Linked DNA regions of Mus musculus: region 2 is linked to region 1. The links are chromatin contacts, called in public Hi-C maps. All regions are on one chromosome and are shown on one strand. The core of a region is the stretch at or near the end of the contact, and the rest is flanking DNA. Distances in the headings are between cores, read along the strand shown. Region 1 overlaps Gm15418 (a long non-coding RNA gene). Region 2 overlaps Col4a2 (collagen, type IV, alpha 2).

Evidence for each region. A called contact is a pair of places that touch in the nucleus more often than the background predicts.
Region 2: a contact with region 1 is called in a Hi-C map of cortical neurons, with 2.6 times the contacts expected there. The contact joins two enhancer-like sites. A contact is called at or near these places in 9 of 39 promoter capture datasets (3T3-L1-derived adipocytes, the HPC-7 cell line, embryonic stem cells and 5 more), 1 of 484 Hi-C or Micro-C datasets (cortical neurons) and 2 of 115 datasets of contacts at active chromatin or transcription factors (embryonic stem cells and extraembryonic endoderm stem cells).

The regions. Positions count from the first base shown.
Region 1 is chr8:11,191,573-11,194,078 of GRCm38.p6, reverse strand. All of the region lies in intron 1 of Gm15418 (a long non-coding RNA gene), which reads right to left. Among named protein-coding and RNA genes, the nearest start is that of Gm15418, 5.1 kb to the right of the region's middle. Within about 2 kb of position 1,253, at least 6 of the 459 cell types and tissues checked have an H3K27ac peak or open chromatin away from gene starts, as enhancers often do. A contact at or near this core is called in cortical neurons, where this site is marked.
Region 2 is chr8:11,381,272-11,383,777 of GRCm38.p6, reverse strand. All of the region lies in intron 4 of Col4a2 (collagen, type IV, alpha 2), which reads right to left. Among named protein-coding and RNA genes, the nearest start is that of Gm46030, 42 kb to the right of the region's middle. Within about 2 kb of position 1,252, at least 133 of the 459 cell types and tissues checked have an H3K27ac peak or open chromatin away from gene starts, as enhancers often do. A contact at or near this core is called in cortical neurons, where this site is marked.

The DNA.
Region 1 (2,506 bases), core at 4-2,503:
CTCTCTCTCTGTCTCTGTCTCTGTTTCTGCCTTTCTCTGTCTCTACTACCCCTTCAATACCCCCATGCCCTAAATAAACTCTATTCTATACTATACAGTGCTCCCTCAGGGGATAGGATGCCTCAGCACGGGCCCACAGAGGGAGCCCCTTCCCCCACACCATACAGCGCCTCCACCAAACACATCCCTGGCTTTGCTCTCTCTCTCTCTCTCTCTCTCTCTCTCTCTCTCTCTCTCTCTCTCTCTCTCTCTCTCATTCTTCTTCCTTCCTTTTATAAAACACAACAGTAACTATGTTGATTTTTCTTTTTTCTTTTTGATTGATTTATTTTATATATATGAGTACACTGAAGCTGTCTTCAGACAGACCAGAAGAGGGCATCAAATCCCCCATTGCAGATGGTTGTGAGCCACCATGTAGTTGCTGAGAATTGAACTCAGGACCTCTGGAAAAGCAGTCAGTGCTCTTAACCACTGAGCCATCTCTCCAGCCCCCTATATTGATTTTCCAGTGAATCGGTTTTTGTTGTTGTTTCGTGGATTTTTTTCTCTGCTTCCAATTTCATTGATCTGCAAGGCCCAGTGGCACATGACTGTTAATCCCAATGCCACGGAGGCTGAGGTAGGGGGATCATGAGCTCAGGTCCTGCTGGAGTTACGGAGTGAGCTCTTGATTTGAAATATTTTTCTTTGAATTTTTCTCCTGCCTTTATAATTTCCTTTCGTGTCTTTGCTTTGCATTTATTCTGCCCCCCTTTTCTAACTTCGTACACTGGAAGCCTGTTTGAGACTTCCTGCTTTCATATACGTGCTGGTCGTCCAAAATACTTTTCCGTGTGTAGACTAGCTGCGTCCCATCGCTTGATTCCATTTACATTCAGTCTAAAGTAATAGCTCGTTTACTTTGATCTATGGTCTATCTGGAATGTGTTGTTTGTCTCTCAGCCTGGTGGGGTCGGTCCCCTGTGGGAGTTCTTGTTTTAGTATCTGGTTTCATCATGATTTCATTCTGACCACAGAATAAACAACTCCTGACTTCCATGGTTTTGCAAATATATGTTCAAGCTCCTTTTATAACTCAGGGTATGTCCTTTCTTGGTAAACTTCCTTTGTGTAACTGAAGATATGGGTCCAATTAGTGTTGGATACATACAGCCCTGTGTGTTCTTTACCCGGCATTTGCATCATGTCTGTAGAGGAGAGATGGAGTCTCCAGAGGGCTGCTCTTTATCTTTTCTTGCAGCTGAAGCAGTTCCTACTCTCTCTGACCAGCTCAGTGCAAGGCATGCCCACTCTCGATGTCTCCTGTCTCTCTGATGAGCTGACTTTTCTCCTGGCTCCAGGCACGGAGTCACGTCTCATCACTGTTCAATTTTGAAACAGCTATTTCTTTGGATTGGTGTTTTACCAGTGTGGTGTTTCTGGGTTATTTTTTGTTTTAATTCTGACAATACAATTGCATTTGAAGTGAGATTTTTGTAGACAACATATGGCTGTATCATGTTTTCCAAATCTGTTCTGGCAATCTCCTTCTTAACTGATGTGATAGACTGCATTCATGTTTAATTATTGTTATATTTGGATTTGTGTCTCAGTTTTTGTTTACTTTTTATTTGCTACCCCTGAGATTTAGTTCTTCTCTCCTGTTTTGTGTGTGTGTGTGTGTGTGTGTGTGTGTGTGTGTGTGTGTGACATTTCCAGCATGCTGTTTTAACCCACCTTCTGCGGCTTGTCATGTTGACATATTTTTAAAACAGAAGTAAAGAATAGTTGAATTTGGTTTGAGTTTGGTTTGAGGCAGGACTGCATTATGTATTCCAGGCTGGCCTAGAACTCAACATGTGGTGGAGAATCGCCTCAAATTTGCAGCAATTCTTCTGCCTCAGCTTCCAAGGTGCTACGATTGCAGGAGTGACCTCCAGAATAATTTAAAATTTGCGGGATATTTCTCACTTTTGTTTTCTCCCTTCATTCCAAATATTTATTTCTAGAACCGACATGCTTGGTGGCTCAAGAACTTCCTTTAGAGCAAGCAGGTCTGCAGGGCAGGATGAGTCTGGTTTCTTGTCAGCTGAAAATGTCCTTACTGCGTGTTCCTGGAAGATTGCATTGTGACATCTCGTTCCTCTCAGTCATTCCCCACTGCCATTTCCTTCCCTTCGTCTGGGCCCCGCGTCAGGCGAGACCCTGCAATCTTCCAGGCGCTCACCCTCAGAAGAGCACAATGCTCCCTGGCTTCCTGTACTGTTCCTTGCTGACTCTGCTCAGTTTTCCCATAATTGATCACACTACACCTTGATACGGATCTGGTCTCTTTGAGCTTCTGAATCCATAGGTTTGTGCCTTTCTTCTGTGTCGAAGCCTTTCTGCTCTTGGTCATGGGAGCCCAGTTGCTGGGGTAGGTTCCAGGCTGCACTTTCTGCTCCGCGTGTGGGGTGTATGTTGATGCCTGGTCGCCTTTGGCAGTGCTGTCCAGGTCTGTCCTGAGAGAGCTAATCTAGAGGAA
Region 2 (2,506 bases), core at 3-2,502, 190 kb before region 1:
GCAATGGTGACTCCAGACTCTCTGAAATCCCCACTTCTTCACTGATGCTATTTAAATTGGCAATGTGTTTCCCCATGGCAAACCCAGTCTCTTCCTTATCATGTAAAATGGCCAGGGAAATGAATTTCCAAGGAGGGGCCAGGAAGAGGACACAGAGGGAAAAGGAGTAAAACCTGCGTAGATTCAGTCTTTTGTGTTCTAAGAATAGCATCAAAGCCTCTGGCCAGCAGCTGATCATCCTAGAGGCCTGATGGTTGTCAGGCTTGCCAGTGTGGACAGCTCTTTTCTTAGGCTAAGGCTGCTCTTAAGCTGGTAGCGGCCTCTCTTCTCAACTCATCAGAGAGTTGCTGAAGTCTCGCTTTAGAGATCTCCTACTGAACTCAAAAGTCAAATAAAAAAAAAAAGAAATTAGTGACTGTGAAAAAAAAATAAGCTTGAGGAGTGAGTCTCATGCCCTCCATTCTCCCTCAACTTCTAAATCCAGCACGGATCTCACCCCAGCCCACTCCCTCCCATCTCCACCAAGGACCATTTATACACCGGGAAGCCAGGAGGCTCATTGCAGTCTCCCTCTGTCCTCTCACCTGATTCCCTCTGCTACACTTCCCTAAGTGGCAGTCCAAGTCTAGGCCAAGACTTCTGGCTTCCAGCTTTGATTTACTCCCCAAATGTCTTGTCTGCCTTGCCAAGATTGTGAAATATGCCACCTACACTGTTCTTAAAAAGTAAAAAGAGCTCAATGCTTTACTAATGGAAAATATGTATCCGTCACTAAGTGGGAAGGAGAAATAGAAACTCATTTGTAATCTCTCTCTCTGCTTTCTCTCTCTCTCTGCTCTCTCTCTCTCCTCTCTCAGCTCTCTCTCTCTCTGCTCCCCCCCCCCCCCCACACTAAGCAAGCTCCCACAAACAAAGAGCCCATCCCTAATGACCCATTTGAATGAATGACAGATCTGGAACACAGAGGCAAAGGATAGCTCAGGACACTGTGGGGGTGGCTTTTTGGTTCCGGGTCAGCACAGGCCACCTCTCTGTGGACCTGCCTGGCAGAGCTCTGCTGGGAGCAGCATCCAAGACTCCTGTGACGCATCTCTGAGTGACCAGCATGGGAGCCTTATCTCCAGACAGACAACTGTGGGGGTGGATAGACAGCTGGCTCGGGGAATGTTTCCAAAGCCCTCCGACTGTCATGTACCGTTAGCAGGGCTCCCTGCACGCTTGGCAGGCTTGCTCCAGCTGGAGCGGCTTTATGCCCAAGGATGGTAAGACCGTGGGTAACTTGCATTAGTCATGTTGGTCAGCCTGTGGCTGGCAAGGCTCAGGACTTGGAGAATTCAGGGGCTTGGCTTGAACCAAAAAATAAAACCACAGAACATTCTCGCATTTACAAGGTCGCTTCTCTGAGATCTGCTTGTGCAGTTTACAGACCTGTTCTTAAGGAACAGCAGATCTAAGGCTGATGTCATTGCGTTCTCACCTGCCGGCAGCGACTGCCTGCTGTGCTCTCTCTCAAGAGAAGTGGGGTGGAAGGGAAATTCCTATCGTGACTTTGAATGGATTTCTGATGGAATTCAATTACAAGATGTTCAGGACTTATCGTCTGGGATTACTGGCAGAGTTTAGGAAAGGGATGGGAAGGGCTGAACTCAGCTGGTACAGCGAGTGCCTAGCGTGTAGTGCACGAAGTTCCTGTGAAGAGCCGTCCTTGCATATGTATGTAAGATGTTAAAATGTATAAATTAAACATGAAAAGGGGATGGAGCACTGTGGTATTCCCCTAAGGCAAAGGGCATGCTCTCTGCCCACAGACCTTCTGCTTGGCCAGATCTCATCATGCCTGGGGTTCCTACCTCAGAGGAAGGGCAAGTAAGTCCCCAGATGAGTGGTTTGGGAGATCCGGGGTGTGGCAGGAGCTGAAGGCTTCCCATCTCCAACCTGTGGTCTTCTGAGACCATCTTGACCCTCTGACTGCAGGAGCAGAGCAACTTCTGTGTGTACCTTCCCAACCTCTAGGCTAGCTGGTGAGTGAGGAAAGGAAGGATGGTGTCACACCCTCATGGGACCGCAGACTGACGAATGGGCTGAGGGCGAGTGAGGAGAGTGGGGCAGAGCCCACAGACTGACGAGGCCCCAAAATGGTGGCACACCCCTGGTTCGAAACTCACGAGTGTTCAGTAAACCAACCCCCTGACACCTTCTCTTACTTAGCATGGCAGCTTCCCATCACAGGTAAAAGAGAAGCAACTTGTTTCTACATGGAGGAAACCCTGGGTCTGCAGGGCTCCCCGAAGCTGTCTCTCTGGGCCATTGTAGGGAGAATGCTGGCCAACCTGGCATCCTCTTAGCCAGTGACTTGAGCTCTAATTTCCTAGGAGACATGTGCTGGCCCTGTGGAGGAAACAAGGGCTTTGGTTTTTTTGTAAACTGACCTTGCAGGGTTCTCCTGCTCCCTGGTTGTCTCTTTCCCTGTGCATTTCTAGCAGGCTGTGGCGATTCCCTGTGTGCC